6 separate regions of the Mus musculus genome follow, and all the other regions are linked to region 4. A link is a contact called in public Hi-C, HiChIP or PLAC-seq and promoter capture Hi-C data. All regions are on one chromosome and are shown on one strand. The core of a region is the stretch at or near the end of the contact, and the rest is flanking DNA. Distances in the headings are between cores, read along the strand shown.

Evidence for each region. Promoter capture Hi-C pulls out the DNA fragments that hold promoters and counts their contacts. Hi-C and Micro-C count contacts between places; a contact is called where the count stands out from the background. HiChIP or PLAC-seq counts read pairs in DNA pulled down with a chosen protein or histone mark.
Region 1: an H3K27ac HiChIP or PLAC-seq map of extraembryonic endoderm stem cells shows a contact between it and region 4, with 7 times the contacts expected there. The contact joins the promoter of Xrcc3 here to the promoter of Ppp2r5c in region 4. A contact is called at or near these places in 3 of 39 promoter capture datasets (cranial neural crest, liver and neutrophils), 1 of 115 datasets of contacts at active chromatin or transcription factors (extraembryonic endoderm stem cells) and 1 of 9 other capture datasets (liver).
Region 2: a Hi-C map of B cells shows a contact between it and region 4, with 7 read pairs. The contact joins the promoter of Atp5mpl here to the promoter of Ppp2r5c in region 4. A contact is called at or near these places in 3 of 39 promoter capture datasets (liver and pre-B cells) and 1 of 484 Hi-C or Micro-C datasets (B cells).
Region 3: a promoter capture Hi-C map of liver shows a contact between it and region 4, with 4 times the contacts expected there. The contact joins the promoter of Ppp1r13b here to the promoter of Ppp2r5c in region 4. A contact is called at or near these places in 2 of 39 promoter capture datasets (liver and pre-B cells).
Region 5: an H3K27ac HiChIP or PLAC-seq map of T-cell acute lymphoblastic leukemia shows a contact between it and region 4, with 4 times the contacts expected there. The contact joins the enhancer-like site here to the promoter of Ppp2r5c in region 4. A contact is called at or near these places in 3 of 39 promoter capture datasets (3T3-L1-derived adipocytes, the C10 cell line and frontonasal cranial neural crest) and 3 of 115 datasets of contacts at active chromatin or transcription factors (T-cell acute lymphoblastic leukemia, acute myeloid leukemia and astrocytes).
Region 6: a promoter capture Hi-C map of pre-B cells shows a contact between it and region 4, with 7 times the contacts expected there. The contact joins the promoter of Begain here to the promoter of Ppp2r5c in region 4. A contact is called at or near these places in 4 of 39 promoter capture datasets (the C10 cell line, hippocampal neurons, liver and 1 more).

What each region holds. Positions count from the first base shown.
Region 1 is chr12:111,812,488-111,815,713 of GRCm38.p6, reverse strand. It overlaps Xrcc3 (X-ray repair complementing defective repair in Chinese hamster cells 3), which reads left to right and starts at 1,835. Exons shown (of 8, transcript NM_028875.3): 1 at 1,835-1,889. Zfyve21 (zinc finger, FYVE domain containing 21) reads right to left here and starts at 1,544. Exons shown (of 7, transcript NM_026752.4): 1 at 1,337-1,544. The coding sequence starts at 1,474.
Region 2 is chr12:111,965,525-111,969,077 of GRCm38.p6, reverse strand. It overlaps Atp5mpl (ATP synthase membrane subunit 6.8PL), which reads left to right and starts at 2,069. Exons shown (of 4, transcript NM_027360.3): 1 at 2,069-2,154.
Region 3 is chr12:111,906,109-111,909,530 of GRCm38.p6, reverse strand. Ppp1r13b (protein phosphatase 1, regulatory subunit 13B) reads left to right here and starts at 1,476. Exons shown (of 17, transcript NM_011625.1): 1 at 1,476-1,669. The coding sequence starts at 1,661.
Region 4 is chr12:110,445,951-110,449,105 of GRCm38.p6, reverse strand. It overlaps Ppp2r5c (protein phosphatase 2, regulatory subunit B', gamma), which reads right to left and starts at 1,882. Exons shown (of 16, transcript NM_001373949.1): 1 at 1,721-1,882; 2 at 1,069-1,134. The coding sequence starts at 1,747.
Region 5 is chr12:108,923,565-108,926,864 of GRCm38.p6, reverse strand. All of the region lies in intron 2 of Wdr25 (WD repeat domain 25), which reads right to left. Among named protein-coding and RNA genes, the nearest start is that of Wdr25, 31 kb to the right of the region's middle. Within about 2 kb of position 2,049, at least 7 of the 459 cell types and tissues checked have an H3K27ac peak or open chromatin away from gene starts, as enhancers often do. A contact at or near this core is called in T-cell acute lymphoblastic leukemia, where this site is marked.
Region 6 is chr12:109,066,363-109,069,618 of GRCm38.p6, reverse strand. It overlaps Begain (brain-enriched guanylate kinase-associated), which reads left to right and starts at 1,402. Exons shown (of 7, transcript NM_001163175.1): 1 at 1,402-1,493. The coding sequence starts at 1,452.

The DNA of each region.
Region 1 (3,226 bases), core at 586-3,085, 1.4 Mb before region 4:
ACACCACGAATGATCACGCTGGCCCATTCCTAAGCCCACACCCACTTCAGGGACGCTAAGTGCACTCGAGGGTTGTGCTCAGTTATCTTTGCACCCAAGAGGAACTATGTGCTCAGATGCCTAAGTACAAAGGTAAAGTGCAAAACTGAGGGCACAACCAGGAGGGCAGGGACGGCTCAGTGACACACCTGGTATAGCCAGGGGCTCTGAGTACAAGATGAACCTTCTCCTTCAGGGCTCTCAGGAACTTCAGAGTTTGGGGGGTGGGGTGGGGTGCAGAGCAACAGCAGCCAGGCTACAACCTTCTGGCTGCACGCACGGGTGGCTCTCCAGTCCCTGTTTCAAGAACACTGGACCTCACTCTAAGAAGCCGCTGGCCTCGGCCACCTGTGGATGAGCTCTCAAGGGGAAAGAAGAGCAGCTGATTAGAATTCCAAGCAGGGACTCTAACTTAAAAAATTTGGGAGGAGGCCAGGTGTGGTGAAGCACATCTTTAACTCAAGAGGCTGAGGGAGGAGGAGTTCGAGGACAACATAGCAACAGTGTGTGGTAGAGGCGTGTGGTAGTGCATGCCTAGCACTCTGAAGGCAGATCTTATGAGTGCTAGGCCAAGGACGGGGAGGTGGGAGGGGGAGAGGGGAGGAAGGGAAGGAGAGGGAGAAAGGGAAGGAGGGAGAGAAACAGAAACATGGATGAATTTACACGAGCCATTAAGATAGCTCACCAAGTAAAGGCACGTGCCGCCACACCTGAGACCTGAATTCCGTCCCTGGGACCCAGATGGTTTAAGAAAACTCTCTTCTACAAATTATCCTCTGATCTACACACCAGCGCTGTGACATTGGGGACAAAGGCACATACACACATGAATAAATGAAGAAAAGTTGTTTCAAAGTTTATCAAAGTCGCCAGTACTTTCGTTGGTGTCTTTTAAAGATATTTAATTTGCTTTGAAATAAAATCGCATGGAATGCGTGAATTGCTCCTATTTTCTCCCAAGTGGCCAAGCTTTGCAGAGTTTAGAACTTCGAAGATTGCAAACCCTTTGGCACCGTTCCTCCGTGGGCAGGTGGAGGCGGACTCCCTCACCCTCGCCCCACGGACACACTCCAGCCCCAAACTCGCGCACGGCTCACGGGTGAGCCGCTCCACCGCTCCCCCTCGGGCCTCCCCGGGGCTCCGCACCGCGCAGCCAATGACCGCCAAGGAATGGAAAACGCCCCACAGCGCAGAAGGGACAGCGGGAACGCCCGGAGGGGAGCCGCGGCCGAGCGTCCCTAGGACGGAGGCGGGAGACGCCCCGGCTCGGGTTGGGGACCCGGGGGCTAGGACGCACCTCCTTGTCCGGAACCCACTGCGGCTCCTCCAAGCCGAAAGGGCTTCCGAAGGCGCGGTGCTCCGGCACCATGCGCAGGCCACTTGGCGAGCGCACAAGCTTCTTGGCGTCGCGACGCGCGGCCACCCCCGAGGACATGTCTCCGCCTGAGCCCCTCACGCCACCGCCCGCGCTGAGCCCACACAAGGCGCCACCCCGCCCCGCCCGCAGACACGATGACAGCTCCGAAGCCCAATCCGCAGCCAGAGCTCGTAATATGAACCAATCGGAGAGTAGTATCCGCCCCAGAGTCGCCCTTCTCCAATCCGTGCAAGGATCCCGCCCCTACGGCTGGCCACCAATCGGCGGTGAAGACCGGAGGGGCACCCTCGCCCCTCTAGGGAGAGTGTGACTTCGGATTGGCCAATTAGTCAGCCACGTAGGCGCCTCTTCGTTTCTTCTGGGTGGAGCAGACTCGGACTCTGGCCTCTCATTGGAAGAGAAGATTGAGATGGGCGGGGCTTCAGGAGCGGGCGGAGCGCGCGGGAGACTTGCGGGGTCGCTGATCCGGGAGGTGAGTTAGCTGATCGCGAGTGGCCGAACATGGGGTGGCGGGAGAGGACAGAGGACACTGTGGGTTTCGAGCGCCCCAGGTCGGGACTCAAGAACGAGCTTCCCCAGCGGGGCACCCCTTCAAGCCCGTAGCGGGGTTTGAAGGAATCGAACTGAGCGCGGGACCTGCTTTCCGCACTAGAGTCCCAGGCCAGCCACAGCGTGACCACTCGCTGCAGATTTGATCTGTGACTTTTGTTTTTCTTGTGGTGTTCGTAAGGACGAGTCACATTGTGCGTGTAGCCTAGGCTGGCCTTGGATTCAGCAGTCCTGCCTCAGCCTTCCTCGCACTGATACAGGTGTGAGCCACCGCGCGCGCCTCACCCTCTAGCTTCTTTGGGTAATTGGCCAAATCAGCTACCCAGGAGCTTTGCTCTCTCTCTGACACAATTGGACACACTCTAGCCCAGTTGGAGGGATGAGCTGGTGTAACCCTACTTCTCCGGAAGGCAGGCGGCCAAGTGGAGCATGGAGCTCTGTGCTTTTGTCTGAGACACAGGTTCTCAGTGTTGAAGTAGAAGTTGCTCAGTGGCACTTTGTAAAGCAAGGTTAGCTGCCTCAAGGCCTTGGCATTTGCGGGTGCACAGATAGAACCCGCCCCTGACTATGTCCTCTGTCCAGTCTCCACCAAGCCCTGTGATTGCTCTGGTTCACCACTGGACGCTGTAGCGATGGCTTGGGGGACCTTTGAGTTCTGGTGCCAGAGCTTTGTGTCTGAAAGCATGTTCTCCCTTCCCTCCTGCCCTGTGTGGTGTGGTGTATGTGTGTGTGTTGTATGTACATACGTGTATGTCCGTTTGCATCCGTACTGATGTGTGTGCGTGTGTGGAAGGCAGATGTCTGACATATATTCCTCCATCACTTGCCCTACGAACCCAAAGTCCACAGATTCAGCCTGTCGGCCTGCTCTGAGGAACTTGTCTCTGCCTTCTGAGCCCTGGGATTACTGGCAGCCCACCAAACCTGCCCAGCACCAGATCTCACGTCCTCGGCCTCCTCAAACTTGGCTCCTGAGCCACTCCACCCCATCCTTAGTGCCTCTTGGCACTGTCATTTGAACCCATTGCAGTGTACTGTAGGACACGCCTTTCCTCACACTGGCCTGGTGCTGTCCCCTCCGGGCCCCTTTCGGGAGACTTTCTCTGTGCTTTCTGGTACGGTGGAGCTGCCTCTTCTGTTGTTCTCTGACCAGGTTCAATTTCTCCCACCATCCTTCAAAATCCCAAACTCACAAAAAGCTGGGGAATGCTGAGCAAGACCCCTCTATGCCCCAGGAAGTTGAAGGGGAGCAGCAAGGGG
Region 2 (3,553 bases), core at 820-3,319, 1.5 Mb before region 4:
ATTGATTTCTTAGACCCAGTTAGCTGTATGATGGAGGGTAAAGCTCAGTTGTAGAGTTTATATCTTGTTCTAGGTACCCACCTATGGTTTCAGCACCATGAGAGGAAAAAGCTGGATAAAGTGGCCCACTCTTGTAATTCTAGCACTAGAGACTGAGGCAGGAGAATTGTCATGAGTTTGAAGCCATACTTAGACACAGGCAAAACACGTATGCATAAAATAATAGTGATTTTAAACTAAAGCAATAAAGTGGTGTTATCAAGACAGTTCAGTGGGTAAAGATGCCTGACAGCTTCGCTCCCCGGACCTCCACATGGGCCCCATGGCACTGGGGATTGTTCCCCACTCTCATCCACGTAATAATATTTGTTAAGGGAAAAAAAAGTAAAGAGAAAAGGAGGGAGGAGGAAAGCGCTAGCTGCTCTGGGCCGAGGGGACTGGGCTCCTTCTGTGTGTGCGACACCTTTGTCTTCCCTTGCTTGTCTGGGTTCCTGACTAGCTCTTCTGTGTTCTGCTTGGGTAATGGCTATACATGCCTAATTTGTTTTAACCCAATAGGTGGCTTTCTTTTGTTCAGTTTCTGTTCAGATGTCAGTCATTTCTTAAACAGAAGTCTGAGGCTGAAGAGATGCCTTAGTGACTCAGGGCATTTGTTGCTCTTCCAAAGGACCCAGGTTCAAATCCCAGCACCAGTGTGATAGAACACAAACATCCATAATGCTGGTTACAGGGTATCCAATGCCTTCTAACTTCTGAGAGCGAACAGGCACATACTTGGTACACAGACATAGATGTGAGCAAAACACTCATACACATAAAAAAAAAAACTTAAAAAAAAACTAAAAAAAAAAGCAATAACAATTTTTGTTCATTTGTTTTGGTTTTGTTTTCTAAAAACCAAACCAGGGTTTCAGGATGCTCTTAAAACCCTAATCATCTTCCTCTACTGTCCAAGTGCTAGGATTATATCACGACACACCCAGCTAGCATGCTTATTTAAAACATAAAACCTTAGGTCCAGTCCCTAGCGTTCCTGCAGAAGTCTCTGCAACGCTTTACAACAATTTTAATGATAATTACTATGCACAGCATGGCTGCTTAATCAAATATTAGAGCAAAAATTTTTGTAGCAATACAGGGGGAAATGGCAAGAAATGCCAAAAGCCTGGCATAGTGGTGCAGGCCTTTAATCCAAGAAGACAGGAGGCAGAGGCAGGCAAATCCCTGAGTGTGAGGCCAGCCTGGGCTACATAACAAGTTACAGAAAGACCTATCTCAAAAAAAAAAAAAATTCAAGTAAAGAGGGTTTCCCCTTGTCACTGTTGCTTTATTTCCTTTGCTCTTATTGTTTGTTGGAGGGGAGAGGGGAGGAGGAGGGAGTGTGAGAGTCTCACTAAGTAGCCCAGGCTATCAAACTCAATAGACCCACAGCCCCACGCTCCACCCTCCACCCTGTGCCTCTGCCCCTTAAACGCTGGGATGAAAGACCCGAGCCACTATGTCTGGCCTTTGGTCTGATTGGTTGTTTTTGTTTTTGTTTTTTCTTTTTTTTTAGACAGGTTCTCACTGTGTAGCTCTGGCTGTCCTGGAACTCACTAAAAAAAATAGACTAGGCTTGAACTCTCAGCGATCTTCCTGCCTCTGCCTCCTGAGTGCTGGGACTAAAGGTATGCACCAACACACGCGAATTTTGGTTTAGGTTTTCAGGCTGGCCTGAAAGTCACATTTATCCTGCTGCTTCTGCCTCCTGAGGGCTAGGATTAAAGCCATAAACCATGTAAAAGGGGCTTTATTTACTTATTTACTTAAGGACAATTTGTCCGGATTATCTACTGTCCTGGTTTCAGCACTGAAAGTCCTCTGTTCCTGGAAACCCACAAACCCTGGGAAATCTGGTCAGTTTTATGACACCTAGAAACACAGTAGGCTTCTCCCAGCTCCTCCTGGTTTGGACTAATCCCTTCCGAAGCTTGTAACACCCGGGCGACCACTGGGGGCGCTGTGGTGCGCAGGCGCGGAAGGCCGGGCAGCCGGCGTCTGGTGTCTCCGCTCCTTCCGCTTTCCCAGCAGGCCCTGCGCGGCGCCTGCGTGCTCTGTGACCTTTCCCATTCTGTAGCAGAATTTGGTGTTGCCTGTGGTCTTGGTCCCGCGGAGGTAAGAGCGGAACCTGGGCTTTTTGCTGTGTTCCCAACCCGGGGGACTAAGGAGGGTCCGGGACCGGGTGCGGTGGGGCCCAGGTAGATCGCGGGCGAAGGACTCTGCGATACACGCTGACCTTGGGTCAGCCCCTGCGCCGCCTACTACAGGGAGGGTCCACCGGGTTCCCCGCGACTGTGACGGAGAGAGTGCCCGGCTGAGTCATCCAGACTGCGGGGGTGTCCGGGGTCAGTCCTCCAGATCCCCAAGAGTCCCCCAAGAGTGTCCGGGACTCCATCACGCCGAGGGCAGGGATGTGCACGGCGTTCAGTCCTCCACACTGCGAAGGTGTTTCTGGAGTTAGTCTTCCTGATTGTATGAGGGGAGGGGTGGTTGTCAGTCCCTTGGACAGATAAGACTTTGCTCAGACATCAATTTCTATGCGAAAGAGGGATTACTCCTCAAGACTTGGAGGGCCAGGGGCCCTAGTATCATCCTCACAGAAGTTGTCCAGGAGCTAGATTCTAGTGGAGGTCCACTCAGCATGGACTGTGTCCTTGTGCTGACACTTGGATGAACCTGTGTAACTATAGGCTCTGGCAAAGGGGCATGCCACCATCAACTGTGAGCATCTTGTTACCTACTCAAGTTACTCAGGGAGGGATGCAGCTAAAAATCCGTGCCAAGAAACATCACTTCAAAGCCAGTGCCTTCTTTCCATTATTCCACAGGTTTCTTCCAAGTTAGGTTTTGGCAAGGCCGATGTTTGAAAATGTATGAAACCACATTATAAACCTCAGACATGTTCCCCTCTTTACAGTGTGCTGCCAGGTAATAGCTTGCTGTTACTGTCACTTTCACAAACTCTGCAGGCATAGGCAGTCTCAGTAGACAGCCATTTGACCTTCGAGTAGGATGATCTTTTATTGAATCTGGTATTGTAAAACTAACAACTGGGAAATATGGTTAGCCAGAGAAACTTAGGTGGGAAGAGTAGAGGCCACACTGAGTACAGGGAACATGTCACTTGTGTAGTCAAATACAACCAAACTGACCAAAATGGAAGTCCAGGAGCAAGAGACAAAGGGGTGGGGGTGGGGTGTAAATGTACTGGATAGCAGGCCTTCACTGTGTCGGGACTCATGGCAGTTTAGAATAAGGACACAGTGCCAGGATGCCTCGATGCTGAGGAGAACACCAAGACCACTGAAGTCCCTCCACATCCTCTGTTTACCTTTTCCTTCCAGACCCTCCTGTGACACCACATTCTTTTTCAGGGTGTGGGAGGTCAAGACAAGTTTTCTCTGTGCCCTGACCATCCTGGAACTCCGTTTGTAGATAAACCAGGCTGGCCTTGAATTGAGAAAGATCCCCCTGCCTCTACCTTCCAAATGCTAGGATTAAAGTCAATCGCTGA
Region 3 (3,422 bases), core at 227-2,726, 1.5 Mb before region 4:
CTAGGGACATTTTTACACCAAACCTGCTTGCTAACGATAACGTAACTACAGAATTCACAGGGCAGCTGGCACGTGTCACAAACTGCTCGAAGTATTCATACATCACACCTGAGAGAGAGGTACTATTATCCTACCACATCCTATGACAGATATGAGCTCGCTGAAGATCACACAGCGAGGGTGTGTCAGCAGTGGTGTGGAACCAAGTCTGTTCAACTGGAAAGTCCACGCTCTCAATCACTAACCCCCATGGCCTCTTAAGCTCAGGTGTGGCTGCCCATAAGGGGGCTGGTGTAACTCTGGCCTCCTCCCTCTCTCTGCCCCGACTTAGCAGCAGCCTCCCGCCACTCAGAGAACCAGACAGGCTATAAACTGCCCCTGATCAACATCTGCTGCCCTCTCCAGGGGTTGGGTACTTCCCAAGGTGATCTACCCTTTCTGTGTTTGGGGTCATCCAGCTGTCTTCATGTTTCTGGAATCTCATGGAAGTTTAAGCCCGGTGCAGCTCATCAGCCGTTGTGTCTCATCTGTCAGAGTTCAGGCAAATGGCACAATGTGGAGTACTCAGAAAGGGTGCCTGCCCACCCGGCAGCCTCTGCTGAGGGTCTGCTCTGGGGCCTGCTCTACCCTCTGTCACTCAGGCTCCCTAGTTGGAGGGAAAAATGACACAGGAGACAGCATTCTAAGGACAGACCTGGACCCTGAAGGTACAGATTGGACTCTGCCCTGGGACGTTCCAGCTGGATCTCCAAGGATACTGACACAGGTGGGGATGGGTCCTTCGGTCTTGGGATGGATCGTGTGAAGGGCTGAGGCTGAGAGCCTGTATGTCCTGTCCAGGAAGGCTTCAATGGCTCAGCCCGCGGTGGAAGCGGGGGCAGAGTCCCAGGTCTCTGGGGCCCGGGACACTGAGCGGTATGCAATCGGCTGATGCAGACACATCGGGGACACCCTGTGCCCGCCTGATAGGATCCGGCCTGTAGCCTCGCATAGCGCTGGACACCTAGGGTATATGTTACGGTCAGAGTTGGTCTGTGGCCAGCTCGCCACTGGCCTCTCGGACCTGAGAGGTTCGAGTCTCCACCGGTCGCGACTGTGGGCCGGACCCAGCCGCCCTTTCCTCTCTGTCCTTTGCTTCCTATTCGTCCGAGGTGACCCTGAGCCGAAGTCTCGCAGACACAAGGTTCGGAGGTCCCTGGGCGCCCCAACGCCCCCTTTGCTGGTATGCAGGAGGAGGGGCGGGGTCGGCGTCCGCAGCGCGCCCCTCCCCCGCCGCCGAGAGCGCAGACGCGCACGAGCGCGCTCTCACCTGGCCGCGGCGGAGAAGCCCCGCCCTCTTATCCCGCCTACCCCCACCGGACCAATCATAGGTGGCGTAGGCGGGTGGGGGAGCGACGCGTGGGGCGGGGCCTCCGCAGCCTGCGGGGTGAGCCGAGTGGGTGGCGGAAGGCGGCCGGCTTCGGCAGAGGCGGTGGCGGCGGCTGAGGGACGGCGACGCGGCACGCGGGGCGGCGCGACAGGACGAGCGAGGGCTGCGCGGCTCTCCGCAGCTGCCGCCTCGCCGCAGCCGGGCCGCAGGGCGCCGCAGCGGGTGCGAGGCCTGTGAGGCGGCCGGAGCGGCGTCCTGTCAGGCGGCGCGGGCGCGGCGGACGGCGCCGCGATGATGCCGGTGGGTGCGGGCGGCGGCGCCTCGTTCCCCGGCCCCCGCGCGAGGCGGGCCCGGCAGGGAGGAAGCGGCGGGCGGGCGTGCAGGGCGAGCGAGCGCAGGGGCAGGTGGGGGCGGCGGCTGTCAGCGGGCGGGCGAGAGAGCGAGCGTGGGCGGGGTCGCCGACAGGGCGAGCGGCCTCCGCAGGGCTGCGGGCTGCGCGGGGCTGCGGCGTGTACGGCCCCTCCCGGCCAGCGACCGGTGCCTCGATTTCCTCGGCGAGGGCACCCGGGTGCGGTGTTCGCACGCTCGGAATATGTGTTTCCCCTGCACTGGGAGGAACGCATGCCGTGCGTGGATTCAGAGAGCCATCTTAGGAATCCCCTTGCCGAGGCTTCTCCGTGGGTACATTTGCTCCACCTGGCGTGATGTCCCTATGTCCTTAAGGTTGAGCCGGTTGTGTGTCACTCGAGCCTTTGTCCTGCTCTTAAGGATGCTTTTGGCCAGGAAGACCTTCGTTTTGGGGGTTGCCACCTTCTTTGCCTTTTCCTTTACCTGCGTGCGGTACAAGCAGCAGTGGATGCTGAATTCTCTCCTTTTTTAAATAGGCTTTTTGTGAAGTGTATACGTCGTAATTAATGGGAAAAAACGTGACATAGATTGTACCCAGTTGGGCGTGTTGTTTTTAGAGTGTCTATTGAGTAAAAAAATCTCAGACTAATAAAATAACACACAATCTATTTTTTTTTTTTTGTTCGCTTGTTTTAGAAGTGCTGGGGGTCAAACCTGGGCTTTGCAGGACTAGGCCAGTGTTTCTATCACTGAGTTTATATATCCCAGATCCACAGAAAAAAAAAATTGAAGCCTACGTGGAAAGATCACGTTTCAGAGGGGAAATATGTCTCTGCATTTTTACTTGAATACTGTCGTTCTGCTATGCTGCACCCAAGCTCATTAGTTTACAAACCACCACCCCTTCAAATAATTTCCTGTTTCTTGATAATCTCTTCTCCCTCCTTTTGAACTGATTCCAACCCCTGGTGTTGGTGGAGTTTTAAGATTTAACCTACTTGATCCTTAAATCCTTTGGTGTTAGGCTTGTTGAATGCTAAGCATGTTTTTAAACGATTGCCTTGTAATGGAAAGAGCACTAAGTGGGCGTCAGAAGAGCTGGGGTCAAATAATTGTTCTGGTACCTCTTCATATTGTGTCCTTGACAGAGTTGAGACTGAATTCCCTCTAAAATAGGGATAAGAACATATCAGTATTTGAAGTACCATCATGAAGATCAGTCAGGACGCTTTTCAGAATTGTTGAGCAGAATGCCATACCACATTTTAAATATAGCTTTGGGGTTTCAGTTTGAGATTCTAATCTTTACAAGATACACTTTATTTCTTCCCTTTTCTTACTGGCTCCATGTTGAAAAGGTATTGTGGTGTTTTGGAACGTTGCAGTTAAGTCCTGGTAGTTGCGGTGATAATGCAGTCACACTACAGTAATATTGAAGATTATCAAATGTTTGGCAGGTTTTATCCCTCATTGTGTAGTGTTTAATTATAAATGCTCTGTTAGGAAACTTGTATTACTTTTCCATGTGTTAGCGCAGACATTTTTACTTCTATCCATGCCGTTGAAGGATAACAAATTTTGTTTTTAAAATGTTTAGTCTGAAAATGGGATGTTTACTTTAAAAACTCAAATAGTGCTTTTTAAAGCTGATCTTATATTAGTTTAACACTGCTTTTTTTTTAAAGATACTTTGAGAAACCGATGG
Region 4 (3,155 bases), core at 633-3,132:
ACGAGTGGGCCCCAGGAAAGGCGTCACGATCCACTGTTCAGAAAGGGCAGGCAAAGACTGGCACAGCCGATCCTATCTACTGGTATTTCAGGAACCTTTTGGATTTCTGCTTTCAGCTCTAGGGAGGGCAACAGATTTGCTGGGATGAACCACCTGCTGCAGAGGAGGGAGGCACAGAACACACCAAATTGAGGGGGGGGGGAAGACAACCTGGAGCTAAAATAACCCCTGCAGATTATCTTCAGGGCAGAATTTAACTCATTCTAATGAAGCTTTCGGGAAGAAGAGGCCGAACAGCCACAAATTAGAAATGTCTGTGGTAAAATCTCAACGATCCGGCTCTGGAGAGGGGAGACTTAAGGAGCAGCTTCCAGGTGCCCTGAAATTAAAGCCTGAGCCTCTTCGCTTGGGCACTCTAGTTCCAAGACAATGAGATACAAAACAAAGCCAAAAAAGGGGGGTCAAGGGGCCTGCCCTGAAAATCCCCCAAGGGCACAACTCTATTAAGGATCACAGATTCCACCAAATGACCCAAGGGATCATTCCAGATATTCTTGAAATAAGCCAAAGCCAGGAAGCAAGAAAAGTCAGGATTCACCAAAGAGGATGGAGGAGCTTGTGGGAAAGGAAATAGAAGACTGTTTAAAAAAAAAAAAAAAAGTACCCAAATTAGAGCCACCAAAACACATCCACACTTAGTTGAAAAGGACCAGACATCAGCAGAAGAGAAGCTTGCCCAGGACACCAGTTCGAGGCTGCAGCAAGGAAAGCAAGGACCGTGGAAGTCACTGAGAGAGCCAGAGACACAGAAAAGGAACGAGGGGGCAGACCCTAAAGCTAGAGACTCCATTTAAGACCAGTTCACTGGGAGGGCTTGAGCTCTGTTAGAAGCCACAAAACTGTTTTTAAAATGTCAGTTTCGCTGTGCACACTTTAATAAAAGAGTGGGGGGGGGGATAAGTAACTCATAAGAAAAGACTTCAGAAACACTTTGGTTTGTAGAGCCTCCGTGTTAGACCCTAGATTAAAGGCTGATCAAGAATAACAATGAGCTTGTCCAGAGGTTACCTCTGTTTCTGCTGTATCTTGTCCTTCTTTTGGACCTTTTCCACTTTTCACCGGTTTTGGTGGTTCCTGGGAATCATCACAAAACAAAAACAAAAAAACAAAAACAAACAACAACAAAAAACCATTAGTGTTCTCAATATTTGGACCGCTAAGCATCAGCTCAAATGCAGTTTCTAAATTGATACATATCACTGAGAGCTTCTGATGGCTTTAATATGTCAGCAGCAAACTACATCATATTGAGTATATTCACAATACCAGCAGCCTTCAAATTCCGTTTCTCTTCATGTCTGTGTTGGGGGGCGGGGGAGGGAGGTGAAAACTCCAGGTAGGGACACGTAACCCCAGCTCTCGGCCCATCCCTTTCTCCCCTCCCACCCTTAAACCTCACAAGTGAGGGTTTCTGGGGCGAGTCCGGAACGCTCCAGCACCCCAGCCCCCGCCACGCAGAGCACTGCACGGAGCATCAGCCGCCACCCAGAGCGACCGCGGCACCTCAGCGCCACCTCAGAGCCTGAGCGGCCTCCCCAGCTCCATGCAATCCTGCCAGCGCCCTGGGCCCGCCCGCGAGCCTGGACGACCTGCCGCCCCGCCCCTACCCGCCGACGCGGGGACCCCAGACCCGGTCCCGGAGCCCCCGGCCCCGACTCACTTTCTCCTTCTTGTTTTTATTCGGCATGGCTGGTGCGGGCCGCCGCCGCCGCCCCTGCCTCCGCCCGCCGCCACTGCCGCTGCAGCAGCAGAAGCGCCCCCGGCCCGGCCGTCGCGCCGCCCCGGCCGCCGCCGCCGCCGCTGCAGCCGCCGCCCGGGGACTGAGTCGCTCGTCCGCTCTCGCTTCCCCTTTTCCAGGCTCCCAGAGGCTGCGGCAGCCGCGGCGGCGGCGGCGGCGGCGGCAGCGGCGGCGGCGTCTCTCCGCCCCTCTCCCGGCAGGCCCCGCCCCCGCCCCAGGCCCCGCCCCGCGCCGGCCCCACGCTGCCCTCTCCCCGCCTCGCCGCCCTCAACGACGCCACGCCATTGGCCGACACGGCCCCACGTGCCCTAACGCTCCGCAGCGTCGCCCCGCCCACTGCGCGGCCTGTCCCCACCCCCTCGGTGCGGACCGGCTCGTGTGCCGGGCTGTGAAGGTTTTGGTGGAGCCATCAGGGAGGGAGCTACTGGGGAGAGGGAGGCGTGTGCGGACAACGGAGGTGATAAAGTCACGGCCGCTGAGCCGGGACGGGGAGGAGAGCAAAGGACAGTGAGGAGCGGGAATGCACATGTGAGATGTATGGCGACTATTCTGTAGCCTTCCAGGCACGAAAAACTCTACCCCATAAGCCTGGTAGCGGTGACGCTCGTGCAGTGCGGAGGAGACCCGGGACCGCGCGAGCGGCGGTTTCCTTGGGCCATTAGGCCCCGCCCACGAAGGCAATGCTGCTGGCTCCGGGGTACGCTCCGCCCACCGCACGCCTCAGAGGCGGGGCTCGCCTCAGCCCCGCCTATAGAGTCCACGCCTCTCCTTTCGTCCCCGCCCACGCGAGCAAAGGAACTCTCCCCAGAGCAGACTCTGCCCACGGCGGTCCAAGTGTAGACTGCCTAGTTCCCCTGTGGTCCTGCACGCCGAAATTTCTCTGTTCCAGACTCACCCGCAAGGCAACCGGCTTCCCCAATGTAGGCACCGCCCACCTTACGTCTTAGGGATTGGATCCACCTAGGCCGAGCCCATCAGCTGCTCACTCTGAGACTCTACCTGCACACTGCCACCCATCGCCCCGGCCCACCAGGGAGGTAGTCAGATCAGTGTAGGCTTTTTTTCCGAGCCCATTACGTCTGAGCAGCCCTGCGTCTTTGTTATTCTTTAATTACCAGTGGTCGTTAGCCTGTGAGAAAACTGCATGAAGACCAGGGATCACTTGATTCTCTCACTTCTCTAGTAGCTCTTTATGAGGGAAGAAGCTAATTCGCTACTTATACAGTCCTGTTTTTGGAGTTGTCAGTGTCTGACATCCTATGCTAAGGGGGAGCACTCAGAAGGAAGACTGTAGGAGTGAACTGTTTCGAGTGCAGGAGACTTCAGGCGCTCACTCATGATTTAGGAGGTGCCTTCG
Region 5 (3,300 bases), core at 800-3,299, 1.5 Mb after region 4:
CTGTGCTGCCTGCGTAAATATTCATAACCCTCCAGTTCACCTCGGGCCTCAGAGACGGGGGGGGGGGGGGGGGGGGACAGGGAGCTGCAGGGGAAGGCAGCACTGCAGGGTGGGGCTCCAGCCCAGCCCCTAATGTGCCAGGTCTTTCCATGAGAATGTGACCTTTCCAAATCTCCGCTTTCTTCTACACTGACACCCACCACCCAAGGCTGAGAGATGTGGAAATTCAATCTGCTATGCAAAACACATAGGTTTTCTATAAACAAATGGGTTCCTAAGCCCTAAAGATTTCATTACATTTGCTCATATCATGGATCTTGAGGCTCCGTGAGGAGGGAGGAGGAATCATAGCAAAGCTCTCTAAGTTATGACTGGCACAGCACTGCTGTCCTTGGGCCTAGACCTTCACAGCAGCCCCTTAGCAGATCTCCTTTGGAATGCTACTTGACAAACTGTTGATAGCTCCCAGTTAGACAGAAAACACTCTAGATTCGCCTCAGGAAGCCCAAATCCTCATGGCAGACCCTTGCTATCACTAACCTGGTCAGCCCACAGCCTGCCCATACCAGCCCTTTACCCCAAATCCAACTGAAGTGCCCTTTCCTACAAGTCAGGACCCAAGCCAAGGGTCCTGCCTGTAGCCTCCCCTCCCCCAGCCTTAATGGTTCCACTGTTTATACCTGGATGGAGCTTGCTGGCTCAATCGTTCTGCCTCGCCCACTGCTGGAACCTGCCGCTTTGCTGTTCGGAGCCATACACATGGTCACCCTGCTACTGGATCCCAAGATTATTTGGCGGGAATCGGGCCCCTCCCCCTTCCTTCATAACGGAGTACAGGAATAGTAAAATTTGAACCTTGAGCAGAGACCTTTGTCTTGGTTTCTTCCTTATCTCGCTCAGCCCAGTCCCTCTTCTCTTCCAGGTTTCCAAAATGCCTTTCCAGGCTAGAACTCAAACCTGTGATCTGCTGGCCGGACACACCACCTGCCTATGTTCCATCTCTGCTTATCTATTAGAAACGCCCCACACTTGGCACCACAAGTTCCCACAGAGGGATTGCCATATTGACTAGCAAAACTGAGTGTCAGGGCCTACTGAAGCACCAATGTGTGAAACTTTGCTGATCTTTAAAATAAAAGGCTTGGCTTCAGGAAGAGCCTCTTTATCCAAAGCAGAGAGAATGCACCACAGTTCTCAGGGTATTTATGGTCCAAAAGTTTTCTTTGATTTGTATGCAGTATGCAGCCACCAGCAGCAGCTGCCCTGGGAGTGCACTAGCTTCCACCAGGAGCACATGGAAGAAGAAAGCAGCCGCACTAAAACCACCCTGCCCCTGTCCAGCACTGTCAGCCCCAACTAGGGCCCAGTCCCCAGCAACCTGAGGACCAGCTTCCGTCATCTCACCAAGGCCTCCTAGATTCCCCTGAGCTGAGCCACAGCCATGGATGAGCTGAGTGAAGACCTTCTCTCCGCTGCTTCCTAAACTCTCAAAGGTGGTGAACCTGAGAGTAAGGGGGTGGGGATGAGAGTGGGGGGCTGCTGATGTCAAAGGACAACCATCCCCAAAAATGTACACATATCAGTAAGAATCTGGAAATCTCTCAGAAATGTTAAGGCACATACAAACAAATGGCTGAGCAGAGAATATATGCATGCCATCAGATGATCTTTCAGAAACGCCCTGGTTACTACTAAGACGTTAACTACAAGCTCAGGGAAGCATCCATCCTCCCCAGGAAACACTGACTCTGGCTGTCTCTGATCACCCTCCCCCCACCCCATCCCTGCACTCTCCACCATTACCTTGAGCTGGCCAAGGCTGGAGGTTGGTTGAGCTGGTGGATCCACCCAGCCCCACAGCTCTCCTCCTTCTTTCTCTGTCCACCTCATTCTCATTCCTTCTCGGCACTTGGAAGGCGGGGAGCAGAGGAGGTGTAGAACCTGCCTGACCTTGGTGAGCCGGGTGAAATGGGCACAGCTCTAAGGTGGACCCCAAGAGGGAGTCTGTAAAGGACGGGCCCCAGCTGCGGCACTGGGCGGGTGTGATCTTGTTCTCTGATCCTTATGTGAGCCTGTGTGAGCAGAGTGGGGGCTTGCACTCCTACCAGTGCATTCTTCTCTTAGACCCAGATCGTCGCCAGCTTATGTTTCAGTTTCTTCTGCGGTGATATTTGTTCAGATCCTGCACACAGCAGTGAAGAGCGGCTGCAGCGACTGCTCTTCCTCCACTTTCCACCAGCTGCACTCACACCCTCAGAGTGTGCTGATAACAGAAAGGGCACCGTCCTTGTGGTCCTTCACCAAACCCACACCCTTGATGCTAACAGTCCATCTCACCTCTAAGGTCTCTCTAGGCCTGGAGCACTTGTACCAAAGGGAAGTGAGGGGGGCCGATCATGCCTCTTTCTCTCTCCTGTGCTATCAACATGGGCTTCACCTATGAGTTGTGGGCCACGGCATCTAAGCCTTGGAAAAGGCTAGCCCACTGACCCTTCCCTTGCACAGATAGCTAGCTATCCTCTCTAAAGGCAAACCCACTGCCATCTGCTCAGCAAGTGCACAGTCATGAACTGCCCTTGCCCTAGTCAGGAAACACTACATAATCTCTTTGGGCCCCACCTAAAAAACCCAGAGGCCTACAAAAAGGCCAGTTCCTTCTTCCAGATAGCTAATTACAGAGAGTCACATCCAGGCAAATTTCCTCAGTAGCAGCTACTCTTCAGCATCTCCATCAGCCCTTCACAGAAAGGGCTGAAGGCATGCATCATATGTAAGCTTGGATTACCAAGAGCATGAAATGTTCAAGGAGAAAGCAGAGATGAAGCACCGTGACATTAGTAAACTTGGCTTCCATGGGCCAGCCCTCACTGCCCACAGGCTCCAGGCTTATGGTTGCCCTCCTGGGGAGCGTGGAAGAGTGGAGAGGACCTAGGTTTTAGAAGCCAGCAACCCTGGTCTCTAGTTTCAGTCATGCCACCACGTCCCTAAACCCCCATGTGTACGACGGGCACCTTGGAGGTTCTAGGAGGATGAATCACATGGCCTGTGACACTCTATGTTAAGTGCACGGCAGAAGCTTGGAAAATGTGCCATTTTCAGTGGTTCCAAAGTGAGCCTCAGGGAGCCAACCATGTAGAGGTCTACAGCATCAGACAGAGACCCTGATAGAGCTTGCACCAACATGGCCTAGCTCTGCTTCATCAGGCAAGGCAGAAACTGGCAAATGGGAATAACTTAATGCTCTGCTTGGCAGTACTTCCTGGGTCCATCATCCATCCTGATGTCCTGCATGCTGCCAGC
Region 6 (3,256 bases), core at 153-2,652, 1.4 Mb after region 4:
AGTTAGCATAAGCTGGCCACCGTGGGCCAGGGCTGCCTTCTTGTACCTGCCTCAGTTGTGGTCCATACTCCTAGAGTTAGGAGGAGCATCCTGAGGCTCACTGAACCCTCCCCTTCCACACCTATTACAGAGTAATGTCCCTGGGGAAGATAAGGGACACTCCTAACTTCTACCCCACCCCCACCCCCGTGTCTGCCTGTTCCTCCTGGAGACTCACTTTTATTGCCTCTCTCTCTTCCTTCGCTGTCAGCACACTTTTCCTGTGCTGTCACAGTGCCTGAGTGCACCAGCTACTCCCCTAATTAAAGGAGAGAGAAGCTGCAATGTACACAGCACATAAGGCCGAGGGGTGGATGGTGGTGACAGCCCCGTGACAGCATGGATGTCCTCGCTGCCCCTGGACCGTACACTTAAAGGTGATTAAAATGCTAACTCTTGACATGTATGTTTACCACAGTACAATGTCAACATACGTGCTGTAGTCGCTGCTAGTATCCCCTTATCTCCCTCGGAAACCATTAACACTCAACCGTTCAGCCCACAGGCCCTGAGAGAAGCCAAAGGTAGGCTCTGCTGTCTTTTTCCCCCACCCCAGATCCTTCCTGGCCCCATGTGATTGACTCTACTAGACTGGAAAGATGCTCCCGGGGCAGAAGGGGGACCCTGGTTTCTCGGGACTTATGCTAGTTAGCTTCCATACGTGCTCCAGTTTGGTTGGGACTATCAGCACCACTATGCCAGTGTCTCACCCAGGGCCAGAATAACCTGACAAGTCCTGAGCGCTACTGGGGCCAGAGAGGGATGCTCTACCACAGTCACAGTTGCCCTCCTGAAGTCATGATTCCTTTTGGATTACTTCTTGGAAAGAAGGAGCCCCTCCACTATTATGGAGCTCCCAGACAGAGATTTACAGGCCAGTCTTGGAAGTATATAGGGGGGCTGCTGCAGTTTAAGGAACCCATGACAGGTATGGGGGCTAGGCATCGGCCAGAACTTGAAGGGCAGAGCAGTGGACTACACCCTTGGAAGTCACTGTCCTGTCTGTAAACTGCAAGGTCCCTGAGGGCAGGGACCTGTCTCTCACTGCCAAGTCAGTCCCTGGGGACCTGAGTGGCCGGTACACAGCAGGTACCTACTAAATGCTGGTACCCCACCCCCAAGCAGGGCCCGGGACACAAGGCGTTGCACCCCACACTCCTCCATTCATGCCCGCCGCCATTCATGCGCGCGGGACTCATTCACCCCGCGCGCCGCCATTCCGCGCCCTGTGCGCCCCGCGCCCACCACGTGCGCCCTGCCCGGCGCGGCGCGGGGAAGCGCCGGAGCAGCCGCGGCTGCGCGGGGCCGGGGCTGGCGGGGAGCCGGGCCGGGGGCGGGGGGCGGGCGCTCCCTGCGGGAAGCGGGGCGCTGGGGAGCCCCGGCCGCGGGCTCGGGCGCGCAGAGCCGGGGCCATGTGGACGGGTGGCCGGCGGCCGGGCCGGCTTCGCCGGGCGGTGAGTACCCGAGAGCCGGGCTGGCAGGGCGCGGGGCGGGGCTGGGCGGCGGGCACCACGCTGGGGCGGTCCCTGCGCGCGCCCGCGGCGGCCCTGGGTGGCGCCGGGGCCCGGGGCCCTCGCGCGGGGCGGGGCGGCCGGGCCTCCGCGGCTGCTTTGCGCGTGCGGCCTGAGGACTTGCGGAAGGCGGGTGTAGGGGGCCCGGCTGAGCCCACCCCGTTCGGGGGGCGGCCCTGGAGAGGCCGCAGAGCCGGAAGGAGACTGGCCAGGGACCGCTTCCCGAGCGTGGGCCGCGCGTGGGCCCGCGCATGCCTCGGGCACCTTCATCTCCGGCCGCCCTAGCAGGCCGCCAGCAGTCCTCCCCATGGACAGGCGAGGAAACTGAGGCTGGGCAGGCAGGGCCACTCTGCAGGCGCTGACCTGCTCACAGAGCCCCTGCACGTTGGCTGGGAATTTCTGCCCCTAGCATTTCCGTTTCCTGCCTGGTTTAGAGGTGTTTCATTCCTCGTGTGTGCCCACCCCATCAGAACAAGGTTCCTTTGGGGCAAGAGCTGCGTGGGCGACATCTCGGAATCTCCTGAGGGAGCAGGATGGGAGCTGGGAAGGTCCCCTGGAGCAAGGGCTGGCTGCAAGAGACAGACAGGAGCCATGCAGGTGTGCAACCCTGATGCCCAGGGTTGGTCCACCAGTGCAGTCCCTGGGCACATGTGGGGGACATCATCTTTCTGGATTCCCTTATCCTGAGGTCCCAATACCCTGGGCCCCTGGAGGCCATGGGATGCTCTCTTAGGTTCTCTGGGCCTCAGTTCCCCCACTGTCCAGGAGTAAGTGGTCTTTGCTACTCTCAAGTCTAGGCTATGAGAAGGTCTCTAGGAGGAAGCCCCTTTTCTGTGCTGTGTCTGGGCAGCCCAGTAGGGCAAGTGGCCTTTGGGGACGGCTCTGCCTGGCATCTGTGACAAGCAGGGCGGGGAGGCAGCAGCAGGGCCTGGCAGCCTCCTGCAAACCCTTAATTTTCCCACAGCTCACTATAATCAGGGCGGCTCTGGAAAGCAAGCACAGTGGCAGATGCAGGCGCAGGGCGAGGGGCTCCTGAGCAGCACCAAGGACCCTCCCAAGTTCCTGTCTCACATGTGTTCATTCCTGTGGCCTGCTCTGTGTGCTGGCTCCTGAGTAGTGAAGTGGGAAGTCAGGGATGCCTGGGGCCATGGCCTGTAAGAACTTCTCATAGGCTGGAGGTCAGGTGAGGGACCCACATAGGCCAAGAGCAGAATTCAGTGTGAAGCAGTCCGGACAAGGACTTACTTTCTCTTTCTCTCTCTGTCTCTCTCTCTGTCTCTCTCTCTGTCTCTCTCTTCTCTCTCTCTCTCTCTCTCTCTCTCTCTCTCTCTCTCTCTCTCTCTCTCTCGGCCTTGAGCATCTGGTTGGCCTGCAGTGGCTGCCATTTATAGAATACTGACTGTGTACTGGGTATCGTCATTAGCACCATCCCCGTAGCAGCATCCCGGAGAGTGAATGGACGGATAAGTGAATGAATGAGTGGATGGGAGAGAGGGACAGCAGTCAGTCAGCAGGGCTTGGACACAGTCCACAAGAATTCCCCACAGCTTCCAGGAGAAGACCCACAGGCTAAGCTGGGGGAGATGAAGTTAGCACTGGGTTAGCAGGAAGAGGCTTGCAGGGAGTGAGAAGGCGTGAGTCTGAGAACCACAAAAAGCATCCTGCAGAAATGTTCAGTCAAAGGCCAGGGCAGCCCTTCCAGTTTA